Regions from separate parts of the Rattus norvegicus genome. Here region 1 is linked to region 2. The links are chromatin contacts, called in public Hi-C maps. All regions are on one chromosome and are shown on one strand. Each heading gives the region's core, a stretch centred on a gene start, on an enhancer-like site or on the middle of the called end of the contact. The rest is flanking DNA. Distances are from core to core; before and after follow the strand shown.

Evidence for each region. Hi-C and Micro-C count contacts between places; a contact is called where the count stands out from the background.
Region 1: a Hi-C map of Schwann cells shows a contact between it and region 2, with 7 times the contacts expected there. The contact joins the enhancer-like site here to the promoter of Dip2c in region 2. A contact is called at or near these places in 5 of 12 Hi-C or Micro-C datasets (Schwann cells, frontal cortex, hepatocytes and 2 more) and 1 of 1 datasets of contacts at active chromatin or transcription factors (oligodendrocytes).

The regions. Positions count from the first base shown.
Region 1 is chr17:65,806,739-65,811,680 of GRCr8, forward strand. No RefSeq gene overlaps it. Among named protein-coding and RNA genes, the nearest start is that of Dip2c, 86 kb to the left of the region's middle. Within about 2 kb of position 3,588, at least 34 of the 93 cell types and tissues checked have an H3K27ac peak or open chromatin away from gene starts, as enhancers often do. A contact at or near this core is called in Schwann cells and prefrontal cortex, where this site is marked.
Region 2 is chr17:65,722,033-65,726,700 of GRCr8, forward strand. Dip2c (disco-interacting protein 2 homolog C) reads right to left here and starts at 1,570. Exons shown (of 38, transcript NM_001107360.2): 1 at 1,029-1,570. The coding sequence starts at 1,113.

The DNA of each region.
Region 1 (4,942 bases), core at 2,338-4,837, 87 kb after region 2:
CCCCATATGAACAACAATGCCAAGCAACCAGAGCTTCCAGGGACTAAGCCACTACCCAAAGACTATACATGGACTGACCCAGGGCTCCAACTGCATATGTAGCAGAGAATAGCCTTGTTGGAGCACCAGGGGAAGGGGAAGCCCTTGGTCCTGCCAAGGTTGGACCCCCAGTGCAGGGGAATATGGGGGGCAATAAGGGGGATGTATAGGGGGAATACCCATGTGTGTGGGGGGAAGGGAATGGGGGCTTATGGACAGGAAACCGGGAAGGGGAATAACATTTGAAATGTAAGTAAAGAAATATATCTAATAAAAAAATTTAAACATTTAACATAAAAAAGAGACATAGCCCTGTGGAAGGAAGTATCATTGAGAGTTGTCTTTTTTTTTTTTTAAGATTTATTTATTATATGTAAGTACACTGTAACTGACTTCAGACACACCAGAAGAAGGCATCAGATCCCATTACAGATGGTTGTGAGCTACCATGTGGTTGCTGGGATTTGAACTCAGGACCTCTGGAAGAGCAGTCAATGCTCTTAACCACTGAGCCATCTCTCCAGCCTGAGGGTTTCTCTCAGCTACTGCTTCAACATCATGCCCGTCTGCTTCCCATGAGGATAATGAACTGGCTTCTGACAGTGTAAGCTAGCCCCAGTTAAATGCTTTCCTTTGTAAGAGTTGCTTTGGTCATGGTGTCTCTTCACAGAAGTAGGACAGTAGTAAGTAGGAGATATTTCCTGATGACAGGTATCTCTTTTTTTTTTTTTTTTCTTTTCTTTTTTTCAGAGCTGGGGACCGAACCCAGGGCCTTGTGCTTGCTAGGCAAGCGCTCTACCACTGAGCTAAATCCCCAACCCCGACAGGTATCTCTTGATACTTATGCTTTTGTGCAATCTCTGCATAAAACTTTGTCTGGGCTTGGACTTATTCAGAACAACATAATGTGTGGAAATGATGCCTCCTGGCTTCTCAGATAGGCTGCAGCCATCCCCGAAGATCTTGTCTTGCTCAGGGGAAGTTACGCGCTGAGGAAAGCAGCTATCAGTCACCATGTTAGGGATTGGTAGTGCAGGTCTATAATCCCAGTCAGTCCAGAGATTGAAGCAGGAGAATTGCAAGATTATAGCTAGCCCTGACAACAGGAGGTGTTCAAGGGCAGCCTGGGTAGCTTCCTTACTTCAAAACAAACAAAAAAGTATGATGTAAAAACAAGCCTGGAGTAGTGGATCTTGCCTTGAGTTTGTGGTCAATCTGGCTACATAGATGAAGTCCAGACCAGCCTGGACTTCAGAGTGAGACGTGTCTCAGTAACAACAGAAGTCAGTAACTAAACAAGATAATTATATATTAATTAATAATAATATTCAAACAAAGACTATGGAACTAGGGGTCAATCCCCAGGAATGAGGAAAGAAAAAAGAAAAAAGTTTCTCTCCTCAGGCCCATTGTATTTTACTTTGTTCATTCGTTTGCTTTTCTCTGTGCATGCACACATGTGTGTGTACCTGTGGTAGCCAGAGGTTGCATACCTCCCCTGATTACTCTCCACTTTATTTTCTGAGACATATCTCACCGAACCCAGAGTTCACTCACAGATTTGGTAAGTCTGGCTGGTCAGTGAGCTCCGTGATCCTCCTGCCTCTGCTCTAATCAGCACTGCACTGTGCTCAGCTTCTCATGTGGGTGCTGGGGGACCCAGACTCAGGTCCTCATGTTTAACAACAGGCACTGGGCTGACTGAGCCCATCTCCAATCTCCTCAGCCTCTTTGCACACAACTTAGTTCCAGGGAAACAGAGGTCAATCCTGGACACTGGGGCTGAAGTCTTACTGGGAATCCTCACATCTCATTGGTGCTCTGTGGCATCAAAGTGAAGCAGCTCTGCTGAGCCCTGCCCAGATCTCCTTGGGCGCAGCTCACAGCAGGCCAGGCCTGGGGGGAGGCAGCTCGGATCTCTTGGATTATTTATAAGTTAGGTTCAGTGCAGCCCGTCTAAGCAATCTAAGCTCCCCTTCAAGGCCTGGCAGTCAGCCAGGGATGCACTCAGCCTGCCCTGCATACCCAGCCGTGATTGCAGTGGTGGGAGAAACCAGGGAACCCTCCCTCGTTTTGAAGAAGCTTTTTTCATGGTGTATGCTCAATCAAACTGTGCCTGAAAATCTGGGACACACGGGAATGTTTCAGTGGGAAATCCTTCCAGCCAGCAGCTTCTGTCACTATGTAATGGCTCTCATGCTCATGACGGTTACTGTCAGCAGCGCCGGGCATTGTCTAAGTTTGATGCAAAGCTTAAGTGGGTCATTTTTACCCCTGAACCCCCAACCCTCTCCTCCCCCTCTCCCTCCTCTCCATGCCCTCCTCTCCCTCCTCTCCCCCTCCCCCCTCACAGGTCTCATGTAATCCAGACTGGCCTCAGGTTTGATAGGAACTGGAGGATGACCTTTTATCTGGACACACCCTGGAGAAAGTGGGGAGTAAGAAGCTGGGCTGGAGCGAGAACGCAGCGATGAAGAGCACGTCGCTCTTGCAGAGAAACCTGGTTTGATTCCCAGCACCCACATGGTGGCTTCAAATCATCTATAACTCCAGCCCCAAAGGATCCGAAGCCTTCCTCTGACCTTCAACCTACATAACCAGGCAGGAACATGGTGAATGTATATACTCACAGGCAACGCACTCAGACACATAACTGATTAACTAACTAAATAAATCTGTAACTTAAAAAAAAAAGAAGGAATGGGTTGGGGATTTAGCTCAGTGGTAGAGCGCTTGCCTAGCAAGCTCGAGGCCCTGGGTGGTTCAGTCCCCAGCTCCAAAAAAAAAAGAAGGAAAAATAAATAAAAGCTGTGGGGGGTGGGGTGGGGAGGGCTTGGAATATGGCTTCTTCTGCAAGCTTGAGCACCTGAATTCCATCTCTGCATGAAAACCCATGCAGGAGCTGGACACCATGGTGCAAACTTGTAGTTCCAGTGGCAGAGGCTGAGACAGGCAGATCCCTGGGGCCCTATCGCTAGCTAGTCTTCTACTGAATGAGTTCCAGGCAAGGCCTTGTCTCAGAAAAGAACTGGTAGCCAGCTCTTCAGGAACAACAGCAGAGGTCACCTTCTGGCCTCTGCACGTCCACCTATGACCCCTCCCATGACTGTGGGGACATTTTGTTCAGGGGGCCAGGACTTCCACCTGACAGTTTGATCTAATGTGGCAGCTGAGGTAGACGCTGTCTCAGAAAGGCCAGTCTGTCAGGGAGGGCAGGACAAAGCAAACGAGGGGTCCCTGCTGGCATTCGACTCAGCCACTCAAAATCTTCACCTCATTTCTCCTTCATCCACCCTCACCTGGGGTGGGGAGCAGAACTATGCCCACTTAAAGGCAGAGAGAGCTGACTCCACAGCCCAGGTCCAGCGTAGAGCCAGGGTGTTAGCGTCAAAGGCTTTTCCCAAGCCCCAGGCAAGGAGGAGGGATGAGTCATGCCTTCCTACTCAGGAGAAGGAACAGAACCAAATGCCTCCTTCATCACTGAGTCACGGCTCGGAAGTGCCATTTTTAGACGTCTCAGGAGGCTCCGAGTTGGTGAATCAGAATACCCAGTACCGAGCTAGACTTTACAGAAGCCTGAAGTCCAAGAGGCGGAGTCTGGCACACTGAGCACACACAATTAGACGGGCACTGCCTACACAGAACCGCTGGGCTCGTGGACCTCCTTCAGGGAGGGTTAACCCTGCTTCTAAGGGATTAGTGTGCTGCACTCCCGGGAAGGGATGCAGGGGAGAGGAGTGGGGGTGGAACAGGGTTCAGGCTACATTGGAGAATGTAGGGTTGGTATCCTGGCTACAGTGGGAGGTTCATAATGTGAAGTTGCCTCAAGCTGTCACTAAGTCACTTGTGTAGTGTATCTCGGGGTTCTTTGAGAACAACAGCAACTCTTCAGAGTTTCTTGCAGCAGGGGTCCTAGGACACCAGCATGGGATACATAGAGTATGTGACTCATAAGGGTCTGGGTGGAGAAATGGTTAGCCTGCCCTTCCCTTCCCTTCCCTTCCCTTCCCTTCCCTTCCCTTCCCTTCCCTTCCCTTCCCTTCCCTTCCCTTCCCTTTCTCTCTCTCTCTCTCTCTCTCTCTCTCTCTCTCTCTCTCTCTCTCCCCCCCACTTTCTCCCTCCATGTGTGTCTTTACTGTTCTGTTAGCATCTCTGTTGAGCATATAACCAACCACAGTCACTTGTGCCCACCCAAGGGCCAAGGCCAGGAAAGTTAGATTCCTTGGGAAATTCTAGTTTGAGGCATCCATTGTTTCCACACTCAAGAGCCCTTAACTCAAGTTAAGAGACAAACATGCATACATCTTTGGAACATCTTCATTCCTCCTGGTGGTTACAGAACTACAGCAGGCTTAGGGCCCTTAGCACTAGAGACATGACTAGCTCTGTGGTGACAAATGCCTCCAGCCACCTGAGGGCATGCAGCCCCCACGTGCCTAAACTCCTGTGTTCAGCTTTGAGTATGGCCTGGGGACCAAGGGCATGGTATCAACACTGGCTTATGTGCCATAACAAGGCAAGGAGATTCTGCTCTGCAACTGGGCTAGGACCAACCAAGGCTCCAGAAGGAGGAACTCACTTGCAACTGGGTCATGGGTGGTAGAGAGGGCAGCATAAACGTGAAACACCCTCCAGGAGACAACGAACTCTCCATGGTGTCCCATTTCTGAGTATACACCCTGAAGAATTAAAAGCTGGGTCTCCAAAGATGCCTGCTTACCTCTCCACTCCCATCATGTGGAAAACAGCCAGGAGGTGGAGGCTGGGCAAGCATCCGTGAGAGAGGAATAAACAGAACACGCTGGGTACACACACGACGCAGACTCAGCTTTAAAGGTAGCGAGGAGGGCTGGGAAAATGGCTTAACAGGTAACAGCTCTGACATACAAGCGTGAGGATCTGA
Region 2 (4,668 bases), core at 320-2,819:
TTTATTATTAAACACATTTTGGAACTTTAGTGGAGTAAGAAAAAAAAACCTACAAAACCCAAGCTGAAACTTATGACAGTTGAGCACATGATGTCCACCATGAAGAGCAAAGACGAAAGCGTGTATAACTCTCCATGAAATCACAGTAGCAGAGCAGCCGCAAAGACTCAATTTCTCTATCCAACGCGAAGGGAATGAGGCATCGGACCTGGCCTGAGGAGGGAGGTGTTAGGGCTTTAACTCAACCGGCTCATCACAAACACGCCGGAACAATAGTACTACTATCTTCCTCCCGCTGACAGAACCGTGTGCCTGCAACCTCAGAGAGATCCAATCCCGAAGTCCACTGACAAGTTTCGCATTAAAATCAGGCCATTCAGAGGCTGTCCCCAAGCATGGAACGTGGTAGCAGCACACCACTGGTGCTGGTGGTGCTGCTGGTGATGGTGGTAGTGATGATGCTGTTGGTGGTAGTGGTGGCGGTGGTGGTGGTGCTGCTGCTGCCGCCGCTGCTGCTGCCGCTGCTGCAGCAGCTGCAGCTGCATCAAGGACGCGGCGCCTCTCCATTAGAGAAGAGCGTACATCCCTACCAAGGCCATTCCCCGTTAGCCCTAAAGGTTGCTCCATCTTGCTTCGTAGCCGGGATCCCCGGGCCCAGCTGCAGCGCGCAGGGGGCATCGCGGCTGCACCGCGCCAGCTGAGCCTGGAGGGCGGGGGCCGCGACACGCACACGCGCGCGCGTGCACACACACACACACACATACACACATACACACGCACACACACACACACATACACACACACACAAGCACGCGCGCACACAAGCACATGTACACACATGCACCCGCCCCGGGGCCACCACTCGGGGCCCGGGCCAGGGTCAGGGCCGGGGCCCCGCCATCCCCAGGCCCCGCGCGCGCCCTCCCCGGGGTGACAGCACGGCCCGGCCCGCGGGGCCCCAAGCGCGCGCCAGAGAAGCGGTGTCCGGGCCCGGCCCGGGCACGGGGCTAAGAGGGAATTGCTGTTACCTTCCGACAGCTCCAGCTCCAGCTCGGCCAGCCGGGCCCTCACCTCCAACGGCAGAGCCATGCCTTCCAGGCTGCGGTCCGCCATGCTCGCCGCAGACGCCCCCGCCCTGCCGGCCTCCTCTTTGTTCGCCGACGGAGGGCTCCTCAGCGGCCGCCGCTCGAATCCGGAGGAACCGCACCGAGGAGGCGGCGGCGGACGGGCGGGAGCGGGAGGCCGGGCGGCGGCGGGCAGGCGCGCGGGGATTTTCTCCTTAGCCTCCTCAGCCTCGTCAGTCTCCTCAGCGCCTCCTCAGTCTCCTCAGCGCCTCGTCAGCCTCCTCAGCGTCTCCTCAGTGCCTCCTCAGTGCCTCGTCAGTCGTCTCCTCAGCCTCCTCAGCGCGGCCCCGACCCTGGCGGTGGCTTCGCGCCCGGCTCTCTGCGCGCCTCCCCCAGCCGCCGGCTTCGGCCCCGCTCGGCCGGCACCGGATCACGGGCCCGCCCGCGGTCACGGCCACAGGGCTCTCTAGCTGCTCCGCGGCCGCCCTGCCCCGGCGGGAGCGAGCGCCGCTGCGCGCGCACCGGGCAACAAGAGGGCGCGCGCGGAGGGTGGGAGCGCGCGGACGTGCCACGGCGGCGCGCGCTCAGGGGGCGGGGCCTCCAGCGACTACTTCGAGAGCGCGCTCGTGGGACAATCTTGCGTTTGGCCCTGGGGGTCTTCCCAACCCCAAGGCTTAGGCTCCTCAAGACTCAAGGAGAAAAATAAAGAAAGGATTCTGATGCACACACTAGCCTACTTGTTAAAACTTCAAATGTCCTGGATCCTCGAGGGCTGATTTTTTTTAAAACACTTTTAAGAGGAAAAAATAATTTAAAAATAAATAGATAAAAACCAGCACGAGCCATAGATTGAGTACTAGGTTTGAAGTTTAAAAGCATGGATCTAGAACAGACCAGTATATGACCTTGAATCACACGATGTTTTGTCTAGACTTCATTTTCCCCACCCGTGAAAATAAATCGAGCTAGGTTGGGTCTGTCACACACTGTCCAGCCTTTCCTGAGACTGAGGAATGCCTGTTATGCATAAGGAATCTTCAACAAGTGTCTTCTCCCTCACACCCTATAATACCATGTCCCTTCTCCTACCTCCTGGGAGTTCTTTTCCCTTTGGTCATCACCTCTGATAGTATCAATGTCTATTCTGAACAGAGTCTGACTATTTGGGGACACTCTTGCATAGCCAGCTCTCTCCTGAATAACCTCACCTAGCTGCCCCCTGAAACCCCAAACACCATAAAACCAAAGGGAAAAAAAAAAAAACAGAATCTCCTAACATTAAACATCCACCTGCTTTTTAAAGTATTTTATTCATTCTCTCTCTCTCTCTCTCTCTCTCTCTCTCTCTCTCTCTCTCCCCCCTGCTCTTTTTCTTCTTTTATTGGATTTTTTATTTACATTTTAAATGTCATCCCCTTTCTCGGTTTCCCCTCCAGAAACCCGATATCCCACCACTACCACCCACACTTCTATGATGGTGCTCTCTTACCCTCCCACCTACCCCTCCTGACAATCCCCTACATTGGGGAATGGAGTTTTCACAGGACCAAGGGCCTCTCCTCCCACTGATGCTCGACAAGGTCATCCTCTGCTACATATGCGGATGGAGCCATAGGTCCAACCCTGTGTTCTCTTGGGACAGTGGTTTAGTCCCTAGGAGCTCTGGGAGGGAGTCTGGTTGGTTGATATTGTTGTTCTTCTTTGGCGTCCATAGGTTATTAAATTATAATAATAAGAGACATGAAATTGGGATAGTAGAAAGGTGGGGATGGATCCGGGAGGAGCTGAGGGATACGTTGTATGAGATTCTCAGATCCATCCCCACCTCTCCCTCCCCAAGAAGCCATCAACTGTCTGCAGGGATAGGAGCTCATTAGCCCTTTCCCATGGCATGCTAGAATGATGACTGGTTGATCCTGTGCAGGCAGCCACAGCTACTGTGCATTCGTGAGGTCTTGTCATGTCCAGAAGACAGTTTTGCCTGGCTCTTACAATCTTTCTAACCCGTCTTCTGTGATGGTCTTTAAGCTTTGGAAGTGGGGTTATGATATAGACACCCTATTTGTGGCTGAGCACTCCACTGACATTTGTCTTCTCTGCTTTGATCATTTGTGAGTTTCTGTGTCAACCACCACACAAAGGAACTCCTCTGATGAGGTCAGAAGGCTGCAGTAGTCTGTGGGTAGAGAGAGACACAAATTTAGAGGGCAGTTTGATGCCTCATCCATTTAGCGGAGTAGTAATAGCAGGTTAGGCTCACTCCTGGAGTCTATGATCTCCCCAGCCAGATTTGCAGTAGCAGGCATATGTTTCCTCCTGTTAGGCGGGTCTGAAATCCAATCAGACAGCACTTGTGAAAGCGTGTGACCTCGATCTTCACACATAGCATTAATACCATGCAAGGTATTATTGCAGGGTTCATAGATGTCTACGATTGTTAAGAGCACGCACATGCACACATGCACACATGCACTCGCGCACCTGCAGGCTGCATAACACCTTCAAGTACCACGCAAGACAGCCAGCAAAGAAGAAATTCCCTGAACAGCATTGATGGATTCCGCCGTGTCCTGTGAGAGAGAAATAAGCCACTGGCAGTGATGAACTTGAAAAGCTGTGAGCCCCAGACTGCTGGTTCTTTTGGCTCTATGCTGTGTCCTATACTGTGATGCATGTCCATTGGTTTGGTGTTTACTCAAGAACATATTAAAATAAAGTAGATAGTGCTGGCGCGATGCTTGGCCTCATTCTTTACATTATGATCAATCCGACCACTAACTAAGAAATCTCTAGAGATCTCATTCTACTTTCCATGTTATAGATGAAAAACCTCGGGGAAATGAAACATAATAAAATCAGGACTGAAACCCTAGTCTCCATTATTGTCCCATAAGACTTTGTCTGGGCTTTTTTTTTTTTAACCTTACTTGTCTTTTGCTTATATATTGTTTCCAATTTTGTGTTGTTATGGGTTTTCTATGTGTGTCTCTAAACGTGTGTGTGTATCTCCTGCGTTTCCTTTGTTTCCCCCTTTGCTTGTTTACCTGTTTATTTTCTAAAGAAAGAGTAAAGGTGTGGAGTTGACTGCCTGGGGAGGTAGGGAGGACCTGGGAAGAAATGAGAGAGAAGAAACCCTCAGGATATATTGTATGAAAAAATCTATTTTCAATTAAAATAAATGAACACAATAATAACATGCCAAAGTTGTGAGGCGAAGTTCAGCAGCTCGTCTGCACAAGACAAGGACAAGAACAAGCCAGTCACCACCCTAGCATGGAATTAGAGGCCTTAATGAATCCTACCCTTAGCTAAGGAGCTATGGATCCCTGATGGCTTCTGGGGAAAAGATGGTAATTTTTCTTTAAAGCTGTGGTTTAACCCATACTCCACTGGATAGCCACATGCCAATGAGAATATGGGCAGAATGATTTGATCTTGACTGGTAACGCAACTTAAAAAAAGAAAGAAAGGGGGTTGGGGATTTAGCTCAGTGGTAGAGCGCTTGCCTAGGAAGCGCAAGGCCCTGGGTTCGGTCCCCAGCTCTGAAAAAAAGAACCAAAAAAAAAAAAAAAAAAAAAGAAAGAAAGAAAGAAAGAAAGAAAGA